2 separate regions of the Oryctolagus cuniculus genome follow, and region 1 is linked to region 2. The links are chromatin contacts, called in public Micro-C maps. All regions are on one chromosome and are shown on one strand. Each heading gives the region's core, a stretch centred on a gene start, on an enhancer-like site or on the middle of the called end of the contact. The rest is flanking DNA. Distances are from core to core; before and after follow the strand shown. Region 1 holds the start of ATP1A1 (ATPase Na+/K+ transporting subunit alpha 1). Region 2 has its middle 110 kb from the start of ATP1A1.

What was found. Hi-C and Micro-C count contacts between places; a contact is called where the count stands out from the background.
Region 1: a Micro-C map of ear pinna shows a contact between it and region 2, with 9 times the contacts expected there. The contact joins the promoter of ATP1A1 here to the enhancer-like site in region 2. A contact is called at or near these places in 5 of 6 Hi-C or Micro-C datasets (ear pinna, embryonic fibroblasts, liver and 2 more).

The regions. Positions count from the first base shown.
Region 1 is chr7:54,071,598-54,077,931 of mOryCun1.1, reverse strand. ATP1A1 (ATPase Na+/K+ transporting subunit alpha 1) reads left to right here and starts at 4,868. Exons shown (of 23, transcript NM_001163074.1): 1 at 4,868-4,906. The coding sequence starts at 4,895.
Region 2 is chr7:53,960,830-53,967,280 of mOryCun1.1, reverse strand. No RefSeq gene overlaps it. Among named protein-coding and RNA genes, the nearest start is that of ATP1A1, 110 kb to the left of the region's middle. Within about 2 kb of position 1,525, at least 3 of the 8 cell types and tissues checked have an H3K27ac peak or open chromatin away from gene starts, as enhancers often do. A contact at or near this core is called in ear pinna, where this site is marked.

The DNA.
Region 1 (6,334 bases), core at 3,619-6,118, 110 kb before region 2:
AGTCAGTGGAATTGCAGTAAGCACTGGTCTCTTAGAGAAATGGCAGCCAAAAACGTCTTTGGACTATTTGGAATTTTGTTCAGTAAAACATACCGGGAAACCAGATAAAATGCCTGAGCCGTCTCAGCAAATTAAGCTATCTTCCATGAGTAGGAATTGTATGTTAACAGACTGTTAGAATTACGTCTTAAGTCCAGCATTTTCACCATATCTAGCAATTTAAAACACTCAGTGTGGGGGAAATAGTAGATAATAGGAAAGACAATGGAAATTTAGGCGTGCTGCGTGTGTGTCTGTGTGTGCAGAAAAGGAGGGAAAATGAAATCAGCATGCAAGTGCAAGGCTACATGGAAAGATGGAAGTCCTGGGCCTCTGAATCCAGAACTATGCACAGCACACTATGGGTGTGCTGGTTGTGAACGCTGTCCCAGTATAACAGTGCTGCCAGGGAAATCTCTCCACAGCTTCGATCTGATCTTCCACGCCCCGTCTTCAACCCAGCCATGCCTGCCTTTGGCCTGCAGGATAAAGTCCAAGGCCTCGGATGGCCTCCGAGTCCTCTACGTCTGGACTCTCCTCACTTCCCCAGGCCTGCCTCCTGCAGCTCCCACTCTCGCAGTCTAGGCTTTAGCCATTTTAAGTGACAGTTCTCCAACAGACTAATTTATTTCTGTCCTAAAAATTTTACCCATGTGCTGCTTCTGCGAGTGCCTGTCCTACCCCTAAACATGCGGCCCACTTAAGGAACTCCTATCCATCTTTCACGATCCAGCCCTAGCCAGGAAAGACTTTGCAACTCTGTAGGCAGAGCTGGCCTTGTCTTCATTCACGTTCCCATGTGCCCTGTGTAGACACAGCACCTCTCACTGTCTTACAACATCTCTTTGCGTGTCTTTTCCATCAGATGGTGAGCTGTTTGCAGGGAGAGACTGTGACTGAGTTACCACTACACACCAGCACTAAGCACTGTGCTCAACTCAGAGAAATAAACACCCGATAATTGTTATTATGGGGTGCATTTTTTTTGCATGAACTAGCTCTTATTTCTGCTAAACATTGTAGAGTACCAGAGGTAGAGGTTGGAAAGGTCCTTTATAAGAGAGAAAAAAAAAGAGGGACCCCTTCTTAGGGAAAAAAATGTGGCATCTTCAACAAACATTAACTGGAGAAAATATGTTTAAAAATTTATTAAGGTGCTTTCAAAGGGAACAAAGAGATGAGCAGAAAAGGAGTTTGGAAGGGAGGGTTTTGGGTATCAGAATTATCAGGGTGACAGATTTTTATGGTCTGTGGTGTGCCTTAAAATGTGCTTTTATTTTATTTACTTGAGAAACTAGCAGCCTGAAAAAGAAAGTTAGATGGGGCCAGGGAGAACTCCTATCTGCTGATTCACTCCACAGTAGTGGCGGTGGTGGTGGTGGAGTGGGCCATGCAAATGCTGGAAGCCAGGAACTTAATCCAGGTGCCAGGTACCCACTCACTGCAGCCATTGCTGCCTCCCCTCAGGGTGGGCAGTAGCCAGAGGCCAGCTTCAGCAGCTGCAGCTGGGTATCAAACTCAGGCACTCTGCTGTGGGACCTGGTATCTGAACTGCTGGGCCAAACAGCTGGCCCAGATCTTTAAAAGCAGGAGGAAAACAGTTCTTAGAAAATGGAATTCCAAGTTAAGTTTTGTGTTTTCTTTTTGGTGAAAAATTTTTTGAAATCCGTGAATTTGAGGGATTCCTAAAAAAGTGTACAGAAAGTGCCTATTATGAAAAAACTATGCATGGATTTCCAAATTTTGCACTGAAAGAAATTCCATCTTCTCAGAACTCACTGAAGTGCCCTGGCACGCTTCTTGACAGGAATGAAGGGATGGATTTGCAATGGAGGGCTGGACGGAGGCTTAGGATGAGGCGAGTTGGCTTTCAGGGGAACTGGGAATTAGGGAAAGCGTATGCCTGCTTATGGTTATTTCCATGCTAACCCCAGGCAAGTTAGAGCAAAGAAAATCCTGTGCATTCAAATCCCTTGTTCATTGATCTCCCCAATTTTTGCTTGCTATGGAAAAATGCTATCTTGGTGTGGGCTCCAACTCATATTCTAAAATCCTTAATTGCAGTGGTGTGTTTATTCAGTTCAGCCAGTACTCACCCAAAGTGCCAGCGCTCTTGGCACAAACACCTGACTTGCATCATGTTTTTCATACATCTGCTGAGTCTACTCACACGGAGCGGGTCAACCCTCCCCAGTTGTCATCAAACCCTCCTCAGAGCCCCCGTCTGCACTTGGCAGCCGCAAGGTGTATAAACACCGAGATTCTGGGCCAGTCGCTTTAGTTGTGCCCCAAGCTGGGAGCTGATGGGATAGGAAGTAGACTAGAGGGGCCTTACTCCCTCCCAGCCCGCCCCTCTGTGGAAGCTACATTTGTTCCCTGCAGTGGTCTGAGAATGAGAAAGGCACCCCAAAGTCCTCCCACTATCCTTGGTCGATCACACAGGGACAGGGCTAGGGAAGTGGTTGGTCTATGATACCTCAGACTCTCACGACAGGAAGAAAGAAGCCTCTTCCACGAAGATGACCTTGCCACCTTTGGTTGCCAGTGTTCCAAGGTGTCTCCTTCACAGCTGGACTTGCACAGTTCAGTCCTGGCCCACCCTCAGCTGTTCCTTGTTTGCATACGCAGGCCCAGGGCGCCACACGACAAGGCCAGGATTCTTTCCATCACTCTCTTCCCGTAGAAACGCCATTCTGTATTCTGAGACTAAACTGTACGTGGAAGATGGGTACTGTTTTGCAATTACGAGACCAGACGCCCCCACTCGCTAGCTGAGAACCCTTACGAGAGAGTCCCCGGGCTCCAGTTTCCCACTGTCTGCTGCGCAAACTGCAGAGAATTCAGAGCTACTGTATATGGGGTCCTCCCAAAAGGATCTTTGGCAACGTATGGCTGCCAGTGTAGCAGCTCTAGGGACAAAGAGAGAAGCCTTGGCCTACCAGGGCTATGTTGTTAAAGGAATGGATGATAACTTACCAGCGCGCACGCAGTCTCCCCATTCAGACCAGGGCCCAAATGGGGTATTCATCTTAAACAAGGAGAAGGGTCCTGGGCAAGCAAAAGCTTCCCACAGGGCAGGAGTCATGGGGGCAGTTAGGCATGAACGTGAAGCACTTTCTGGAACCTTGAAAACAACTTTCCAACCTTCTGTTGAATTCACAGTGTCGGGAATCCTGGGCTGGACGGAGGGACTTTCCCCTTAGGGGTCACGATTTTGAGTTCTGTTTACAATTCCTCTCTCCCGGTGGCCTGGACTGGTTGAACCAAGCCTGCAGATGGCTGGAGGAGACCCCACCCCTTAACAATGCCATTCTTGGGCAAGAGAGACTCCTGCAATAAAGTTCTTCTTTTTTTTTCCCCCTTTTTCTCAAGGGGGATGAAAATTAGCGCAATGATGTAACTGATAACAGAACGGCTAGTATCTCCTCCCATCTTTTCCAAGCTTCCTATCTTCATCTGTTCACGTGAAATTTAATACCTGAAGAGGACAGTGTTGGCTGCGGCTTGCTTAGGAAGTTAGGTTTTCCCCGAGTTTCTCCTAGGAATTCCCAGAGACGTGGAGTGCCTTTCTCCTGCCAATCCAGCGCTTTTCCAGAGGGCACTTGACTTTCCAGAAAAGCACCGTTAATAATAATAATAATGATAATGATAATAATAATATACTTTGTGTTTTAAGTGTTGAGGGGCTCCAGTCTCTACAGCCTTTGCTGGGGCAGAAATCAAAATCGAGAGAGAAGCCCCAAAGAGGGGCCCGGCTCCCAGAGGCGGGAGGGAGGATCCCTGGTCGCCAGGAATACCCCGGACTGCGCTGGAGGAGGGGCGGCTATGCCGGTGTGGGGCCTGCAGCAGCACCGACAGGCCCGCAGACGCATTCCTTCGGGGTTCAGGTTTTTCTCCCCTAAAAGGAGAGTCCTCACACTGGGGAGGCAGGCTCCCTTCACGTGGTGTGGATCCGAGTCCTTCGTCACCACTTCGGGGTCTTGTAGGGAGGGAGATGCGGAGGGCGCCTAGGGCTTCTGGCGAGGCCAGTTCAGACCCATTCCACCTTGAGGCCCAGCAGGGAGTGGTCACCACGACCTTCGGGGTCACCACGACCCTGGGAGGCCAGCCGCAGGTGGGCGAGCAGCCTGCCTCCTACCGAAAGGCGGAGCCCCTCCGGCGGGCGCGCCTCAGTCCCGCAGGAGGTCCCGGACGCGCTGGGAAAGCTTCTGTTCCTAGTGGGCGGCGACTGCAGGAGTCCAGGGGAACCCGCACCGCACCCACCGTGGACCGTAAGCGCCCTGCACCGCCGCCGGGTCACGCAGGCGCCATGGCCGCCGGGTCCTCGGCTGCCCGGCCTGCAGGCGCGCCCCACAGCCCTCCCAGGACGTGGCCACGCGCGTCCCGCGCCGGGCGCCCTCCTGCCGGGAGCTCGGGACTGGCCGCCACCGGCGCGGCCCCGGCCGGGGGCGGGGCTCGGGCCGGGGGCGGAGCCGAGCCGGCAGCCGGTGTCAGGTTGCTCCGGTAACGGTGACGTGCCGCGGCGTGGGCGGGGCCGGCACGCAGGTTGCATATTTTAGGAAGTGAGGAGGCGGCGCGGGCTTGAGCTGCGGCGGGGTCTGGGGCGCGGAGCAGCGGCGGGAGGAGGCGGACACGTGGCAGCAGCAGCGGTAGCAGCCCCAGCAGCGGCGGCGGCGGCGGCGGCGTCGGCCCGAGCCGCCTGCCGCCCTCCCTCCCTCCCGCCCGGCGCAGCCCTAGCTCCCCGCGCTCGGCTCCCCCGGCCCCGCTCGCTCGCTCTTGGCCGGGAGCTGCTCTTTTCCTCTCCTCTCCGCTCCACCGCCACAGGACCCGGCGCCGGGCTCCGAGTACCGCCACCATGGGGAAGGGGGTGAGTGTCTGGCGAGCCCTGGCGGGAAGAGGAGGAAGTCGAGCGGGCGGGCGCGGGGCGGGTTGGCGGCGCGCTCGGCTTCAGAGACGACGCAGCCTGGAAATGGAGGGAGCGCGGGGACGCGGGGGGGACCGCAGCGCCGCGGGGCGGTGGGCTGCGGGCCGCGCGCCCAGGGCCCTCGGGGCGGCATCCCCGCGCCTGGCTGCCCTCGCTCCGCCCGCCCTCGCCGCCGTCTCGCCTTCCTTCTTCCCTCCGCCCTCCGTGCCCAAAGGAAAGGCGCGCTCCTCCCCTTCCCCTGGGGCGTTCCGCGGGCCCCCTCCCGGGCCGCTGCGGCCCGGCGCCGGCGGGGCAGCCTCGGGGTCGAGTCTCCTCCCGCCGGAGGCGCCGGGGCTTAGCCAGCTCCGCGCCGAGGCGGCCGCCCTCCCCCAAGGGGAAAAACTGGCTTCCCCTTACCGCGGAGCCGGTCGGGCGGGCTGGTGCCAGAACGGGTGTGTCCGCACCGCCCCAAGATGGCCTTTAAGGTATACTTTTGAGAGCGTTGGTGGCCGCTTTCCTCGGCAGGAGGCGCCGCCGGCCACTTGCGGTGGTCATCTCGCCGGCCTAAAGCCATTGGAAGGCCGAGAGGCTGCGCTGGCGAAGGGCTGGCCCGGCGGGCCGCGGGCGGCTGGGGGCACGCCTGGCCTGTTGCCAGTACCGCAGGCTCGGCTCGCCTGGGAGCCTCCCCGGAGGTGGCGAGGGGTCTGGGGGGCACAGGCGATGGAGGGCCCAGGGGCGTGCGCTCCTGCGTTTTTGCCGCGCCAAGCCCTCGTTACCTTGGTCCCTGCAGAGGACCCCAAAGGGAGTCAAGGGTCGCTTGAGAAAAATGTCCCCCAAAGCAGCTCCGAAAGGGCTCATCAGTTCGTGGAATAAAAATCAACAGGGCAGGAGATACAGGTGGGAGAGAACCCTGCATTGTCTCCAGGGCTTAGCGCGGTGCGGACACTCACTGGGGCTTTGCAGGTCCTTAGGCGCCTGGGTGGGGACATTGTGGAGGGGGTTAGGGGGAGGGCGCATTCTTGGGGGACTCTAAATGGATTTTGAAGGAGGGAACTGAAAGGCCTTGGGCTGGTGGGGAAAACAGCCGAGTGGGAATGCACAGTGTGTAGGCTTTAAAGCCCTAACGGCTGGCTCAGGTACAGCAGCATCCTACCCTGGAGCAGAGTACGGCCCCTCTGCTCCCCACCGGGAAGCTGGTGGATGGTGGCCTGGGCTTCAGCCACGCCTTGGAACTCCAGGGCACTCCCGCACTCCTTCTGATTCCTAAGCCGGGTCGGACTGATGTTCATGGGAGGTGAAGGCCGTTGATTTGTACCCAAGGCCTTAGGAAGGTGAGGTGACTCGCTCAAGGTCAAAAGCTTGGTCAGACTAGATGTGGCCGATTGCTGGAAC
Region 2 (6,451 bases), core at 276-2,775:
TTGACATGAAGCGCGACTGGTTACACAGAAGACGTGGAACAAAAAGCCCGTGAGAAGTCTGTATTTCTAAATACCTCTTAACTGCTTCCCACGGGTGCCAGCCAAGCTGGTGTGTGCCACACGGGAACACGTTCCTACGTCTATGCCTGCTCCCCAGCTGGGTGGCATGACCCCTTCTCGTCCTTCAAGCCAAAGCGCCCCTCTCCCCCTCTCCCGCTGGCTTCTCGGACCTCCCTCCCTACACCAGATCGCGCCTGGTATTCTTAACCAGACAGAGGGGCTGGCCTGGGCAAAGGCTCCAGGGCAGGAAACTGCTGGCACTGCTTGGGACTGGCCAAAGGCCAGGATGATGACCACAATGAGTGCTGGGAAAAGCAGCACAAGACAAGCTGGAAAGTCCACCAGCCGGTCTGAGCAGCCCCCAGGGGCTGTAGCAGGGAGTCTCCCCCTTCTCCTGACTGTAGACCAGGGGGAGAGGAATTTACCACGTTCTCACCTGTGCCTTGGTTTATTTAGGCAAAGCTTTCTGTCCTCATCCAAGCCAGGGTGCAGGGTACTGTTTGTCACTCCTGACTCCCTGAGTGAGGCCCCAGGAGGGGGAGGTAGACGGAGCCATCTGGAGGAGTGAGCACACGCAAACAGATAAGCCACGTCACGACAGGCCTGGGCCCCTGGCGGAGAGCGGAATGGCCCCTCCCTGCTCAGAAGCCGGGGGCCCCGGGGAGCCTTGGGCCACCTTTGGGCAGCCTCAGTCCTCCTGTTCCATAGCCTCCTGGCAGCCTCGCCCCCTGCTGCGGCATGCCCTCCCCACAGCCTCTGGGAGAGGCCTCACCCTCCCCGGGAACATGGCGTTCTCTGCCTCCAGACCCTGGGAGGGCCCCGGGCCGCCTGGGGACATGAGGACACCGTGTGCCGAGGCAGGTGGGGCATGGGGGAGCAGGCAGGGATGGGCGGGCAGGAGGGAGGGCCGAGACAAAAGGTGAGGGAGGAGAGGAAAGAGGCTGTGGCAGGCTCCTCCTCTGGCCTCCGATGGAGCAATTGAAAGATGGGGTGAAATCAAACCCTGTCTGTGGGTTTGGGCAGCCCCCTTAATCCCATCCAGGTCCAAAAATTGCCTACTGTGTGCCCGGCAGGCTCTGGTCAAGGACTGGTCACGTGGCCAACCTGTTGGCTGGGGACAGGGGATTTTCACACAACAGCCAGGACTGTCCTGGGCAAATTGGGCCAAGTGGTCACCCGGAGCAGCTGGCCGTCCCGGGGAAGCAGCGGACAAGGGGGCTGTGGGCAGTGTAGGTGGGAACAAGGGTCCCTCCCTGGTGTCCGTGTTCCACATGAAGCCCCCAGGATGGGCGCCCGGGGTACCGAGGCCGTGCCATCCCTGCCGCTGGCTGAGCTGGTTCTCATTGTCCTGCCGCCACGGCCGCCGCAGCCCGTCCACTCGGCTCCCGTAGCCGTGGACGAAGGTCAGCTAAGGACAGGCTGATTAGCTTGTCCCTCAGGGCCTTTCTCTTCGTGACACAGCCTCTGGCTCCAAACAAAGGCCCCTCTTCTTTTTTTTTTTTTTTTTTCCTGCAGAGGCCTCTGAGTGTGGACCGTGAGAGTGCTGCCCCCTGCTGCCCACAGGGTTGTTTCCAGGATGCCAGCTGGAGCCTCAGGCCAGAGTTTGGGGTTCAAGGGATGTCCTGGGCCAGGCCTCAGGGAAAGTGGGGGGCGGGGGGAAGGGCACCAGAAGCTCACCAGTGCCAGAACCCTCAGGCCCCAAATCCTGGAACGCCCAGGACCCTTTCTGCTACAACAGAATCCACAGTGCTCCAGTTGGCTATACAGGAATCGATGAATAGGTATTCAGGCATTTTACAAACCGCACTGGCAGCCTGAAAGCAGTCAGGGTGGGAGTATTTACACCATGGAAACTGGCAAATGCCACAAACCAGAGCTGTCGCTACCCCGTGACTCCCCCCAACAGATCCATCAGCTCAACACTACAAAGCCCCATAGCCCCTGGGATGTGGGACTCTATAGTGAGACAGCATCCGGAACGTAAAGGCATCACAGAGCTACACAGAGGAGAACAGAAGCAACGCGGAAGTGAGCGGCCACTGGCCACCAGCCCAGAAGTCCTGGTCGTGAGTTCAGAAAAGGCAGGGCGGAATGCAACTGATTCTAACTCCAAGATCTGCAGCATCTTCAGTTTTACGAATGATGATGCTAACAAGAGACAGACGGCACAGCGGGCAGTGTTCTTCCAGGGGAGCTGGCTCCTGGGCTCCGAGGGCGTGCCCTCGCCCGCCGTGGCAGAGGAGGGCGTGACTGTGCAGCACACAGACCTCGCAGCGCTTCTGCAGAACCCAGCGCGGTAATGCCAAGACCGCTCCCAGCAAGGTCTCGACGAACGTGGCCTTTTGGGTGCTGAAATGCAGAGCAAATCAAGTATTTCTATTCTTAAAACCGTGGAGAGGAGCTGGCATTTCATGCTTTTGAGTTCTGTCATAGACTAAGATTAGATGATTAGGTCAGATTTAGTGATGGACGAGAACATGGAATGGTAGCATAAACAAAATACATATTTCTCTCCTGTGTCGATGAAATCCAGTCTGGACAGACCTGGCAACTCCACAGTCATCACAGATCACTATCTTACGGCGTCATCATTCTCAACATGTAGTTTTTGTCTCGTGGTTCAAGATGACTGCTCAAGCTCCAGTCATTGAGTCTGCCTTCTAACCAACAAGAAAACTGTGTTTTCCTAAAGGCTGACACTTCTGATTGCAAGTCGCTTGCCAGACATGGTCATGTGGCCACATCTAGATGTAAGAATGGTGGAAAAGTCTTTAGGCTAAGAGTTTGGGGTTCTATTTTTGATAAAAAAGAAAAAAGAAAGCAGATACTGGGAACAACCCACCATTTCGACCACAGTGGGGCCATTTGCCTAAGTCTGCTCCCTTCCTGACATTCCTACTCGGTCATTTTCACTGGTAAAACCCCCAGGACAGGCCAGCCTGAGCCCTGGCAGGGCGGGTGCCGGGTTCTCCCTGCAACGCCCCCTCCTGATGCTGTGACTTCAGGAGTGGCCTTTGCAGCACCTTTCCAAAGCTGCCTTCCTTTCCAGCCCTGGTCTCACCCCACCCCCACCCCCACCCCCACCCCCGACCTCCAGGGGGCAGAGGTGCGGCCGGCTGCGTCCTCACACCCTGGCTCCTCCTACCTGTGCTCCTGCTCTCCTTCAGGCATTTCTGCTGAGGGTGACTCTTCAAGTCCAAGTCCCACGGTGCTCTAGCCCTGTGCAAGAATGTCTGATTTCCCAGTTCCTGCCCCAATGTCTAATTTCTCCAGGATTCGGAAGACACTCAGGGACGAGCCCTTTGCCTGAATGCCTAGGTTCTGCTCCCTTAGATGCTTGGAGCTCCAGCACCAAAGGGCCACTGGCTACTCCTCACCTGTGCCTCAGCGCCTCTGCGCAAGCTCTGGTCCTGTCCTGCCTCTGCTAGGTACCCTCCGCCTTCGTCTCAGCCCAGCTGAGTCCCACCTGTCTTAGAAGGCTCCCACAACTGCCTCCTCCTCCATGTGCGGAATCACCCACCCCCCTAAGTGTTGTTACAGGACTTCCTGTTTCTGTCGGGCTGCAACTCCGAGGCTTTGTGCGTTCCCTACTAGAGCACGAGTTTCAGAAGGGCCGCCGAGGTGAGCAGAGGTGGAACCGCATTGTGGAATAGCGCTAGGGCTCCATGGGTGAAGCCTGGGTGGGACATGGATCTGACCAGTACGTGGAGTAACCCACTGAGAGGTTGAGTTGGGGGAGACCATTCCCAGCACTCTGGGAGCAGGCATTAGGACTCCATTTGAATACCCACGTGCAGGGGCTAGGACTCACCCAGAAAGCAGAGCCACTCTGGGCTTGTGTTGGGGGGTAGATTGTGCACGGTGATGAGGGGTGCTGGTGAAGACTGCCTCATCTCCCTTAGTTTCTTTTTTTTCTTTTTTAAAGATTTATTTATTTATTTGAAAGTCAGAATTACACAGAGAGAGAAGAGGCAGAGAGAGAGAGGTCTTCCGTCTGATGGTTCACTCCCCAAATGGCTGCAATGGCCAGAGCTGCGCCGATCGGAAGCCAGGAACCAGGAGCTTCTTCCAGAACTCCCACATGGGTGCAGGGGCCCGAGGACTTGGGCCATCTTCTACTACTTTCCCAGGCCATAGCAGAGAGCTGGACAGGAAGTGGAGCAGCCGGGTCTCGAACCGGCGTCCATACAAGATGCCGGTGCTTCAGGCCAGAGCATTAACCCACTGCGCCACAGCACCGGCCCTCCTTAGTTTCTTAAAGCTCAAAGTCTGAAGAGCCAGAGGATGCAGGCATTTGAAAGGAAGCCTTAAATGATCTGGACAAATTATTCATTTCTCAATCCCAGGGAAGCAAAATGGCTTTGCCCACGGCCGCACAGCCGCCCCCGCTGTTGCAACTCCCGCTCGGCTGTTTCTCTGCTCCAGCGATACACGACTGCCCAGGGTGAAGACACCATCAGTTCCCAAGGTCACCAGGTCACATCTAGATTTGGGGAACAAAAGGTTGCAAAGGCTACACATGGATTCATGTGGCGTGGGTCTCCCTGCAGGTGGAGGAAGACATGCGATCATTCTCAAAGTCTCCATTCCAGGTCTTTCCAATGCTTGTTCGGATTCTCCCATCTCCATTCTTTAGCGCTTTCCTTGAGGAGGTCACAAAGCGTCTGGATTTTACATCCAGACAAGAAGTCTCGCTAGTATCCCTACCCTCCCTCCAGGTGGCGACTTGTGGGATTTGATTGGTGGCTGAAAGCTCCTTTGCGGATGGCAGGCAGTTCATTCAGTTTATCTCATTCATTATGTGACTCTACTTTTTGAGTTGCAAGGTTAAGGCCTGGGGCAGAAAATGCTGATGGAAGGGAACACTGAGCACCAAGCTGTACTGTGTTTGTGTTCACTCCAGTCCACTTTCACCTCCCTGGGCTGGTGAAGGTTATAACTACAGGCCGATTCTCCAGTGACTCACTCCAGGAAAAGGACATGTGACAAGAACCTGGCTCGCATGGGGCCGCTTGCCATGGGTGCCGGGACAGAGATGGCATTGTTCAGGGAAGATTCAGGAAGTCAAACATCCGGAGACAAGTGTGCACGGTCAACTCAGCCCGGAGCCTGGAAAAGAACATATTATTTTCCCCCACTGATCAATCCTTATATTTACTTCTACCAGGGCACTCAAAGGACTTCTGGAATCTTTATCTGCTTTGTTCTCAAAGGCAACATTCCTGACGGGCCAGGAAAGGGAGAGGGGACCAGTATTCCAGGAGGCGCTTGACTCGCTGTCACAGTAGTGTCATTCTCCCAACAGCCCTTTGAGATAGGCCTTACCCTCCTCCAGCTTGACAGATAAGACAGTTCAGGCCCATAGACGCTAAGGGGTTTGCCCAAGGAGTCAAGCCTGGGTCTAGGCTGACATTGACGAGGGTTTCCACTGTCAGAAAGGGTGCTGGTGCCAGGTGTCCGCAGTGACAAGGACTATCTGGGAGCAGCTGTTGATTACGGGCATCTGCTTTCTCTCCAAACACGTCTTTGTTCTGATCAACTCTCCATCACCTACTCTTCAAGCCCTGTGCAAAATTCTGCCTTCTGATTTCTTGATCAGTCAGTCCTAAGAGATTGCGCATTCTCTCTCTCTCTCTCTCTCTCCCCCTCTCTGCTTGCCCTAAATAAAATATAACCTAGCACATGCATAACCCCTCAGCTATACTCTAAGTGCCTCGAAGGCACAAGCAATGCCTCTGCGGAGTCCTGGGGATTCTTAGCTTTATGGGTAACACCAAGTCATGTCAGGGAAATGCAGATTGAATGATGACCTGGTCAGTTTCTGGAGAGGCTATGGGAGTTGCCACAATTCTGTTAAGTAAAGAAGTACAGAAGACTGAAAGAGAAATGACTATCTCCTTGGCCAAGGTTCCCCCAGGCACTGCAGTCTAGACTCTTCCCCCAGGATCTTTCTGGATGTCCTAGAGGACACTCATGCCGCTGGGCACTGAAACCTGGCCTAAGGCCCCTGCTGGTCTCCAGGCAGATAAGCCTCCTGCCCACTGTGCTCGGGAAGCTCAGCCAGGCACTTGGAGCTTTCTGGAAGTCGTGTCTGAGCCCTGTCTTTTTCACAGCCTAGGTTCTCAGTCTCAGCTCAGCCAAGACCTAGTGGCAAATCTGCCTGCACAAATCCCGTGCCCTGCCCTCTCCCCTCCCGGGACTCTGCTCAGTTTCTTTCCCTGCCTCTCTATTGCTCTGTTCAGCTCCAGATCTTTGAAGGGAACAGGGACTCTAGGGCACAAGCTCTGCTGGGAAGGGTCTGCTCTCAGGCATTTGGGGCTCCCCAGCAGCCCCCCCCCCAAGCAGCTTGCTTTCCTGCTCTTTGAGCTACCTCTTTTATTAAAATATTTAT